Regions from separate parts of the Mus musculus genome. Here region 2 is linked to region 1. Evidence: chromatin contacts called from public HiChIP or PLAC-seq data. All regions are on one chromosome and are shown on one strand. The core of a region is the stretch at or near the end of the contact, and the rest is flanking DNA. Distances in the headings are between cores, read along the strand shown.

Region 1 (5,036 bases), core at 637-3,136:
AGCAAACCAGGGGAAGCAAGCCAGTAAGGAACATCCCTCCACGGCCTCTGCATCAGCTCCTGCTTCCTGACCTGCTTGAGTTCCAGTTCTGACTTCCTTTGGTGATGAACAGCAGTGTGGAAGTGTAAGCTGAATAAACCCTTTCCTCCCCAACTTGCTTCTTGGTCATGATGTTTGTGCAGGAATAGAAACCCTGACTAAGACAGCAGGCAATGTGTATATGCAGTTGCACACACATTCGCATATATGTGCACGTGGAGGTAAAAGGTCAATTTCAGATGTCATTTTTCAGGTGATGCCCATCTTAGTTGTTGAGACAGGGTTTCTGGTTGAACTTGGAACTCACCAATTCAACTAGACTGACTGTTCAGTGTACCCCAGGATCTACCTGTCTCGGTCATCTCCCCAACACCGAGATTGCAAGTATTCGCCACACCACCTGCCTTTTTCAGATGGGTACTGGGGCTTGAACACAGATCCAGGGCTTCTACATCAAACACGCCACTGACCGAGCTATCATCTGAGCCCGTGTAGTCTTGGTGCTTGCAGGAAGAATGGCTTACTGCTTCCTTCTCTGACACCATGCCTGCTCTAGCTCAGCTGTATTTGTATTCTGCACTGTGCACTCACCAAATGTTGCTTTAGTTTTAGGGATATTGGACAATTCTTCCCAGAAGTCTTTGCACCTGGTGGTCATCCTCCTCCTGATCCTGAGTCTGGCAGCTTCCGTGCTGAGCTCAGTGTTCACCTTCTACAACAGCATCAGCAACCCTTACCAGACGTTCCTGGGACCTATGGGTGTCTATACCTGGAATGGACTCAGCGGTGAGTTTCCTGAGAAGATTCATGTGCACACACATGCATACACATACATATGCATACATATGTACACCTGCACACATAGATGTATACACATGCACATTATGTATGCTCATGAACACACATGCACATATACTTGCTCTCCATCTTGCCTTCATATGGAGTAACATGGACTCCAGAGTTGCCATACCTGGGTGGCCAAGCCACAGAGCCAGGAAAGGATGCCATCTGGGGCCAACACTCTTCTTGTGAGCTAGAGCGCTGTGTACTTGCTAGGTGGTTTTGTTATTTTGTGTGTGTGTGTGTGGGGGGTGTTCAGATGTGGAGTGGATCTTGTTATGACTTAGACAAAAGATTCTCTGTGGGTTTTGTCCATGTACTTCATTCCCTACATTTGTTCAGTGGGACTGACACTTTGAGGTTAAGGGACTTGGATACAAATCCAGATATAGGTCCCCAGTGTCAAGGGCCCTCCATCTGCCACTGAACCTTGCTCGCTGCCAGGATAAACAGTGAATTGATCTTAGCTTCACTCATGGGACTCAGAGGTAACAGAAGCAGCGGCCTCAGGCATGGCTGAATTTGGAGACCATGTTGCAGGAAGTCTGCGTCCCTTCATCCCTGCATACAGTGATTTCCCAGTGTGCGTTCTGTGGCTACACAGTTGATCCAATCCTCTTAAAGGTCAGATGTCTGTACACACCCTGGACTTCTGCAGTAGCAGCTTTAGAGGAAAGGCCTGTCCTTTTCCAAGAGTCAGGAGACTGGTCCTGGGCCCAATTCTCATGAACTCACCCACTGACATGACCTGATCAATCTCTGAAGCCAAGACAGATAGATTGACCCATTAAGTTAGCTAAGGAGACTTGTCCATACTGAAGCTGGGCCCAGCTTTAGAGGCACACAGGGGAGGAGGAGTGGGTTCCCATAGAAGGGGAGATGACAGGAGACCAAACTGGGCCGATACTGCCCTGTTTACAGCCCACAGGGCTTACAGCTGGTCCCCTCGCCTTCCTCTGCAGAGGAAAACAGGCCGACTATACAGATGTTAGAAGTCTATGTCTGCTGGGGGTTGGGAGGGACAGGAAATGGAATCTGAACAATCTCCCCAGAGCCCTGCCTACGTCTAGCCACAAAGGGCTATGTTGAGAGGAGAAAATTCCCCACACTTACCTTCTGCCTCAGGGTATATTCTAACACAGAAGGAGAGGCTCTGGGGTGGACAGGAAAACCACCTGTAATAGCTGTGTAAGGGGAAGTTGTGCATTCTGACTTGGATCTGGAGGAGGCCTTTAGTCAACCCCAAGAGTTGCTATCCTGATGCTCGGCAAGCTGGATTCTGTGTTCATACGCCCTCGGGAAGCCTCCATTTTCTCCCATTATCTGGAGTGTTACAGAGTTGAGTGAAAACTCAGTTTGCGAGAGGCTGTTCCTTCAGAAAGGTCTCTGTACAGCACTGACAGTGTAGCTTCCTAGCCTGTGGGCCACACTGGTAGGTGGGCTGAATCCAGGTCAGCTTTAAGGTCCTGGGGCCAATGAGAATGCTACAGTCCCCTAGGCACTAGGCTCTCTTGGGCTACCAGGTTGTGAGCTGGCCCAGTGGGCAGAGCAGGAAATAGATTACCTGCCTCATTTCTGGTGGGGAGAAACAGCAATAACACTGTCATCAAAGGCTTATAACCCGGACATCTCAGTACACACTGGCCCAACGTGGCTGGGAGTTGGCCTCAGGGAATTTTAAGGTAGCTAGAGGGGAAGTTGGATTCAGACAGAGCTACACAAACTGCCTCCTCTGACATATTGTTCCTCAGCTGGAGAACACAGGGAGTAATGAGTACCATGGCCCAGCAGAGAAGGGCTGCAGGCCGGGAGCCCATGTCCCTAAGCCTTTTAAGAACTGCTTCCCTCCCCCAGCCTCTTTATATCTACCACTCTGGAGAAACTGTGCAGGCCTAGAGATGCAGGCCTATACTTCCAAGTACTGGAAGGCTGAGATGAGAAGGTCCCCCAAGTTCAAGATTGCCTGGCTGCAGAGGGAGCTTAAAGCCCCATTTCAATATAACAAATGAAGAGGATTGGTGTAAAGAATTTGCTTACTGTTTTTGAGGTTCTATACTTAATTTCCAGTACTGCAGGAAGGAAGGATGGGAGGTAGGGACTGAGGGAGGAAGGAAGGAAGGAAGGAAGGAAGAAGGAAGGATATTCAGTTAATCAGAAGCAGTGTGAAGCCCATGGCTCCAGGCATCTGCCTTTAAAGTGCCGGGATGGGCAAGGTGTCTGTGCGCCAGCCTTTGCCTGTGCAAATCAAAGCTCCAGACTAGCGAGCTCCTTTAGGATAAAGGCATTAACCTTGTGTATGTTCCACCCCTTTGTGATTAATTAAGCTTTTATAAGAAACTTCACAAGAGGAAAATGAGGGATAATGAAGGTGTGAGAGGGTGCATCAGAGGAACAAGACTTTTGTTCATGCAAATAATTAAGGAATACAGCCATTATTTTGTGGGTGAGGTGTGTCATCAAGGGCTGTTCAAACGTTCTCTTCACGCAACCCCCACCCCTAATTAGCTTCCCTCAGAGGAGCATTTGGGGAGCTTCCTTGTCAGTGGGTTAGGACACAGTTTGATGCCTAAGAGCTCACTGGACTGTGTGCATTCTGTGTGTGTCAGCATATTAAGGATCTCAGAAGGACTTCGTCTTGGGGATCCCCCTGATGTATCAGACCCCACCTGGGCATGAGCAACCATCCTCACCCTCATGTTCCCAGAAAAAAATTCTTTTTTTCCAGCATTACTGGTATATGAATCACCTGCCCATACATTACTCACTTAAAGCACACGGTTCACTGGGTTTTGACATATTCTTAGACACTGTAGAGACATCACTAACCATCATTTTGGAAATATTTTCACCAGCTCGGAGAGAGATCGATGTCTCCTGGTTACAACCTGCTTCTCACCCCACCTAAGCAACTGTAAATCTGCTTTGCTGTAGCTACTGCCTGGTTCAGGGCCACACTTGGCTGAGTGGTGCAGAGCGGACCCCTGCAGTAGCTGTCTAGAGCTTCCCTGAGTCCAGGCCCAGCACTTGAGAGCCTGTGCTTCTCTTGCTCTTGGCAGAACTCACTCCTCACAGCTGGCGGTGCACCTGACCCACTGCCCTCGCCTGCTCTTGTGGAGGTGGCTTCTTCTGCCTGTGATGCTGGTGCTCGTTCAAGCCTTATTTGTCCACTCATATTTCCTTGTACCTTCGCCATGCCCACTCTCGCTGCCCTGTCCACTTGCTCATGCCTGTTACTTAAGGTGACCTTAGGGCACAAGGCTGTGTGGTAGACCAGTTGTCCAATGATAAGCTCTGACAGGATCTGAGCCTATAGGTCAGATACTGCTCAGAATAATGTTTAGTACTTCATGCCTAGGATCTAGTTTATATCTTACATCTTATTTTTACATTTTCCTTCATCCTGAAACACTATAGAACCCCTTGTAGCTATTCAGTAAATGCCTTTGGATTATGTATCTCATAAAGAAAATAAGCGATATTAAAAAAGCATTGGGGTGGGGGTGGGTGGGGGTACAAAACGCAACTGGAGGGATGACTTAGCAGTTAAGAGTGACTGCTGCTTAATCATAAGCACCTGAGTTTGAATCCCCCACCTCCCATCCTGTGGGTGTGGATCACAAACACCTGTAATGCCTGTTCCAAGGGATCTGCTGCCCTTTTCTGGCTCCTGTGAGTAGGTACCTACACATATGGATGCATACATTGATACAGAAACATGCTCATATACATATAAACAAATAACTTTAAAACATAAATCACAACGATAGGTAGATGGCTCTATGAGTAAAATCATTGCTGCAGAGAAATAAGGATCAGAGTTCAGATCCTAAGCACCCAAGAAAAAAGGCAGGGATGGGGCACACATCTGTAACCATGTCCTGGGTGGGCAGTGAGGTAGAAACCGGGGGCTCTCAAAGGCTTTCTACTCAAACAGGGAATTCCAGCTTCAGGAGGAGACTCTGCCCTCCTACTGAAAAAAAAGGAAGAAAGAGAGAGAAAAAGAAAAGATGTGAGCACTAGAGGAAGACAGTTAATGTTCGTTGGCTTCCACGTGTGTACACATACATGTGTGCACATTCAGACACATACCTCAGAAATGCACACACATACATGCACACATGCATGAACACAAATAAAGCTATTGCTTCGGGTGTCAC
Region 2 (5,036 bases), core at 1,267-3,766, 630 kb before region 1:
TCCTGAACACACGTAGGTCTAAATATCAGCCTGCCCAGGAGGCATGAGTGAGACAGGCCACTAAGCTATGGTCATCCCAGGGGTAAGAAGGTGGGGGAAGGGGGAACTCTCTCACAAAAGGGCATTGTTCCCTCTTCAGGTTTCTTGCTGTGCAGTTACATATATTATGAGTCTGAAGGTTGAAAAAGCTCTTAGTTTTGTTAACGTGTTTTCAAACCACTAATTATTCCCTGCTGTTTTGAGGTGTTAAATACATAAACACATGGGCTACTCAGCTTAAGAAATTAGGGTTGCATTCCTCTCCGGATGAGCCAGGGTGAAGGATAGTTTCCATGTAACTCACTGCTACATGTGGAGTCCTGTGTAGGCTTAGTTCGACACAAGCCAGGGCCACACACTAATCATGACAGAGACCACTGGCCTGGGGCTACCAGGCTGTCACTCCAGAATCTCTCAGCACATTCAGGTCTTAGGGAGCATGCCTGATCCTTGGAAAGTACTGGGAGTCAAAGCTTGAGGTTTTCAGTTAACAAGGCCCTTAGACCAGTGCCCAGGGGCTCATTGAGTTGTCTTTACATAGGTGATCTCTGCCTGTGACAGCCCATTTGGACAATAACACCTGAGGCCTCAGAGTTCTTGTGTGGACATAAGGCATGGGGCATATTTCGGTTTTGTCCATTTAGCCCCTTGGACATCTTCATCTCCAGACCCAGCATTACTAAGTCAGAGGCAGTGTTCCCAAAGGGTACTGACATGTAGGTTGCTTAACACTAGGAGTCAATACTTTTACTGTGGGTGCACGTGTGAGGTGTGTGTGTGTGTGTGTGTGTGTGTGTGTGTGTGTGTGTGTGCACATACATGTGTATGCAGGTATGCCTGCTTTTGGAGTCAACTTTGGATGTCATTCCTCAGGAGTCCTCTACTTGCTTTTTGAGACAGAGTAACTCTCTGGGATGAAGAGTTTACCACGTAGGCTAGGCCGTCTGACCAGAGAGTGAGCCCCAGAGGTTCGCGTGTCTGTGCTTCTCCAATGCTAGGATGAGAGACTGGAGGCACGTACCACCATCCAGGTTTTACATGGACTCTGAGCTGGAACTCAAAGTTCTTATGTTTATACAGATATTTCCTAGGCTCTCAACACAAGAGCTTTGTAATTAACTTCAGGATTCACCAGAATCTAGGAAGCATCACTCGAAGTCTCTCCCTAGCCCAGGTCAATGTGCAAGGTGAGGTCAAACAAGCTGAAACAAGTACCCTGGCTGCTTCTCAGCACAGTGGGTCAGGACCATTCCTGCAGAGCAGACCTCAGAGGCTGATAGCATCATGTGGAGAAGGGGTAGCATCAGCTATTGTATCAGAGAGGAGCCTTGTAGAGCAGCAAGGGCCATGCCAGCCAAGCCAGGTATATTAAGTGCTACACTCCTGCTCACCAGCCAGAAAGGCATGGAAAACAAGCTTAGAGAGCCAAGGACCTAGTGATAGGAATCAGGACCCTGGAGCAGAGTCACCTGGCTCAAGGTTCGCGGCCACTGAGCCAGAGCCAGACAGCTGGACTGAGAGTGTAGCAGCAGTTGAGAGCCAGAAGCCCAACTCACACCACGCAGCTGTGGACAACAGAGGTGGGGCACTCTTCCAGCTTCTGTTTAGAGCCTCCTGTTTCAGGAAGACACAGCCACACCTTCCCATTGTCCCTCTGTCCCCAGCTAAACGCGAAGAGGCCCTGCCATACTCACAGGTTCACTTGGACAGAATAGGATGAATGATTCAACAGGATCTGTTCATATTCATCTACAATGCAAATGAATCAAGATACAGCCGACAAGCACATGCAGAAATACTCAGCACTGACATATTAGAGAAAAGAAAACTAAGACCACAGAGAGACTTTGTCTCATGTCCACCAGGAAGCTTAATAGTCAAACTCCTAAAAAGTGTTTTATTTTCTTTTTTAAATAGGATATAAGACCAATTATTTTGTATACTAATTTCAAACGCAAAACTAATGATAAAAACCAGGAAGCTGAATGGCCAAATTCTTAGAAAAAAATTTTAATAGGAAAAGAGACCAATTATTTTGTATACTAACTTTAAAAGTAAAACTAATAATAAAAAAGAAACAAAAATATTGAAAAGAAACTTCTTAGCCCACTTACTAAAATATTACTAGAAAAAGGAAAGATAAAGAATGGTATATTTCCTCATCACCACAGGGGTGGCCACCGTCAACATGCTGGATCCGGAGTCACCTAAGGGGTGTGTCTGTGAGGATGATTCTAAAGAGGTCAAATGGGGTGGAAAGGTCAGACTACCCTAACCCACTTGCCCATGGTCTGTGAATGAAAAGGAACAAATGGAGAAAGGGAAGGTCCCCTGCTCTCTGCCCCAAGGTCCACTGAGATATGAAGCTGGAGGGAGAGACAGCCATGCCTTCAACTCTGCACTGAGCTGTACCCACATTTATAAGTGGCAGACAGACCCTTCGTTTCTTTAAAAAACAAATGTAGGAAGTTGAGAGTTATGCAGGATGTGGGGACATCAGAGCTCTGGGTACGGCCCATTCATGCATGAGAGGAGGCTGTTGTGGAGAAACAGTGGGGTGGGTTCTTGGAAAGCACTATGATCGTAAATAAGGAATCACCCCAAAATTGTACCGTGGGACATACACCCCACCCCAAAGAATTGAAAGTTACAATTCCAAAAGGATAATTATATACTTAATGAAGAGTTCCTCCTGGCAAGAAGGATGCAAATGATATCCACTAACAGGGAAGTACATTTTCTAATGTATGTCCAAGGTGTGGAATGTAACTTAGCCATTTAAAACGCTGAAATTCCAGGACGCATCAGTGTGGATGAACTTTGAAAATAACCTGTTAAATGAAATAAGTTTGATATGACAGGACAGATATTTTATAATTTCACTCCCACAGGGAAGCCATAAGAGCAAACTCACTGAAGCAGATTGCAGGTCAGGGTCAGGGAAGGACAATGGAGTGCACTACATAAGGGACACAGGTTCAGTTTGGGGAGATTAGAATGTTCTGGAAAGAGCACTGATGGTTAATGCGTAGAAATGTGTCACTGAATTACCCAGTCGTAAAGTGGCCAGCATGGAGACCGTCATGCCAAGTATTTTCTACCATAACAATGATACAGGACAGAACTGAGCACTGTGAGGCCAAGCATCCTGCCCTCTCTCAGATACCTTTTCCTGACCTCAGCTTCTCTCTGCTGCTCTCTTCCTCCATCCCCACCCAAAGGATGAAGGCTCAAGGAGGTCATGAAGACTGGGTGTTCCTCACAAGCAAGCCAGCATCTCAGTGTTCAAGATAGGTCAGGAAGCAGTTTTTACAGGCCAGGAGGAATTCCAGTCTGAATACTACATGTGGCTTTGTAACATGTCAGACCCTGGTCACTCCCTTTTAGTGCCTTAAAGATAGGCCACTGGTGATTACCAATTCACAACAAGTTTTTTCCTTCTATGAAAACATCATGTAGGAACAACTGGAGTAGAAAATCTGATGCTTATAGAAGAGAAAAATATAACACACACACACACACACACACACACACACACACACACACACTGTGTGTTCAGTCTATCAGTTCCCCCTGGGTGGCTGACTTGTGCACAGAGTCCAGCATCTCTCTTTTCCTGAAGAATTTTGTTACACCTTCAAAATCACTCAGCTGCCAGCTGCCGGTCAGAGTGCCTCACCCACATGTCATTGAGGTTTCGAGTAGATGCCCAGCAAGATGATCTGCAGCAGTAAAGGCCCGTTTCTCCCAGTCACATCCTCCAATAGAAAGTGGATGTATCTTCCTCCAAACCCCTTTCACATGGCCTTTCATTTGAAAGTGTTCGGATCGCAGCCACCTCCCACAAGGATGAAAACAATTCCCTCAGGAATGTGGGAGACTTAGACCCATGATGTGTGTGTGCTTCTGCTCACAGGTGACCCCAAGTGGCACAGTCCAGGTCTTTGTTTACCTGTGATGTCCGTGGGCACCAACTGCTCACCTCACTGGAGGGGCAGAGGCTTCCTCCCCGTGAGAGGTGACATTTAAGGAGTGGGACATGCTTTCTAGCTTTCCTCTTCACATCCCTTCCACCCTCCCCTCTGCCAGTCACCAAGTCCCAGAGCCTCTTCATGATAGTCCCAGGTTGGGTCATCCTTTTTCTTGCTAACACACTCCACTACTGGTCAAACTCCTGGGCTGTCTCCCAGAGGCTCTGATGTCAAATGCTTGGTCCTTAGCTGGTGACAGTAAGTTGGGAGATGGTGAAAACTGTAGAAGGTGGGACCTGGCTGGGGGAATCAGGTCACTGGGAACATATTCTTGGGGACTACACTTTGTCTTCTTGTCTGCTTTCTCACCAACATGAGGTAAAGGGCTCTGTCTACCTATGCCCTTCCACCACGCTGTTCTCCCTCACTACCAGGCCAGAAACCATGGAGCCAGCTGACCACGAACTGACAATTCCGAGGCTGTGAGCTGAATACCTGGTTTCTCTTAGGCATTTATCATAGTGATGAGATCCTAGCAAAAAATCACCTCACTAGCACTTCACAGCCATATACTCAGGTCTTGCACAGACAAGCTCTATTTTACAGTCTCTTCTCTTACACGAGACTCTACGCTCAGTCTTGTGTGGGCTCCCAAACACATCCGCAATCTCTGCCTTCCACCCCTTCCATTTGCCCGCCTGGTGGACTTTCCATTCCTACATGTGTCCCTCCTGAAATGGCTCTTCTCCCGGGCAGAGAAGCCAGTTGTCATGGCTCCCACAGTCCATCTTACAGAGTGAGCACAGCCAACTCAGAACCCCTCACTCATCCTGCTTCCTCAACTAGACCATAAAAGAGAAAAAGAAGAAGAAGAAGAAGAAGAAGAAGAAGAAGAAGAAGAAGAAGAAGAAGAAGAAGAAGAAGAAGAAGAAGAAGAAGAAGAAGAAGAAGAAGGGGAAGGGGAAGGGGAAGGGGAAGGGGAAGGGGAAGGGGAAGGGGAAGGGGAAGGGGAAGGGGAAGGGGAAG

Evidence for each region. HiChIP or PLAC-seq counts read pairs in DNA pulled down with a chosen protein or histone mark.
Region 2: an H3K27ac HiChIP or PLAC-seq map of large pre-B cells shows a contact between it and region 1, with 5 times the contacts expected there. The contact joins two enhancer-like sites.

What each region holds. Positions count from the first base shown.
Region 1 is chr7:135,514,236-135,519,271 of GRCm38.p6, reverse strand. Clrn3 (clarin 3) reads left to right here. Exons shown (of 3, transcript NM_178669.5): 2 at 646-825. Among named protein-coding and RNA genes, the nearest start is that of Clrn3, 12 kb to the left of the region's middle. Within about 2 kb of position 1,886, at least 38 of the 459 cell types and tissues checked have an H3K27ac peak or open chromatin away from gene starts, as enhancers often do.
Region 2 is chr7:136,146,956-136,151,991 of GRCm38.p6, reverse strand. No RefSeq gene overlaps it. Among named protein-coding and RNA genes, the nearest start is that of Gm36675, 3.7 kb to the left of the region's middle. Within about 2 kb of position 2,516, at least 4 of the 459 cell types and tissues checked have an H3K27ac peak or open chromatin away from gene starts, as enhancers often do.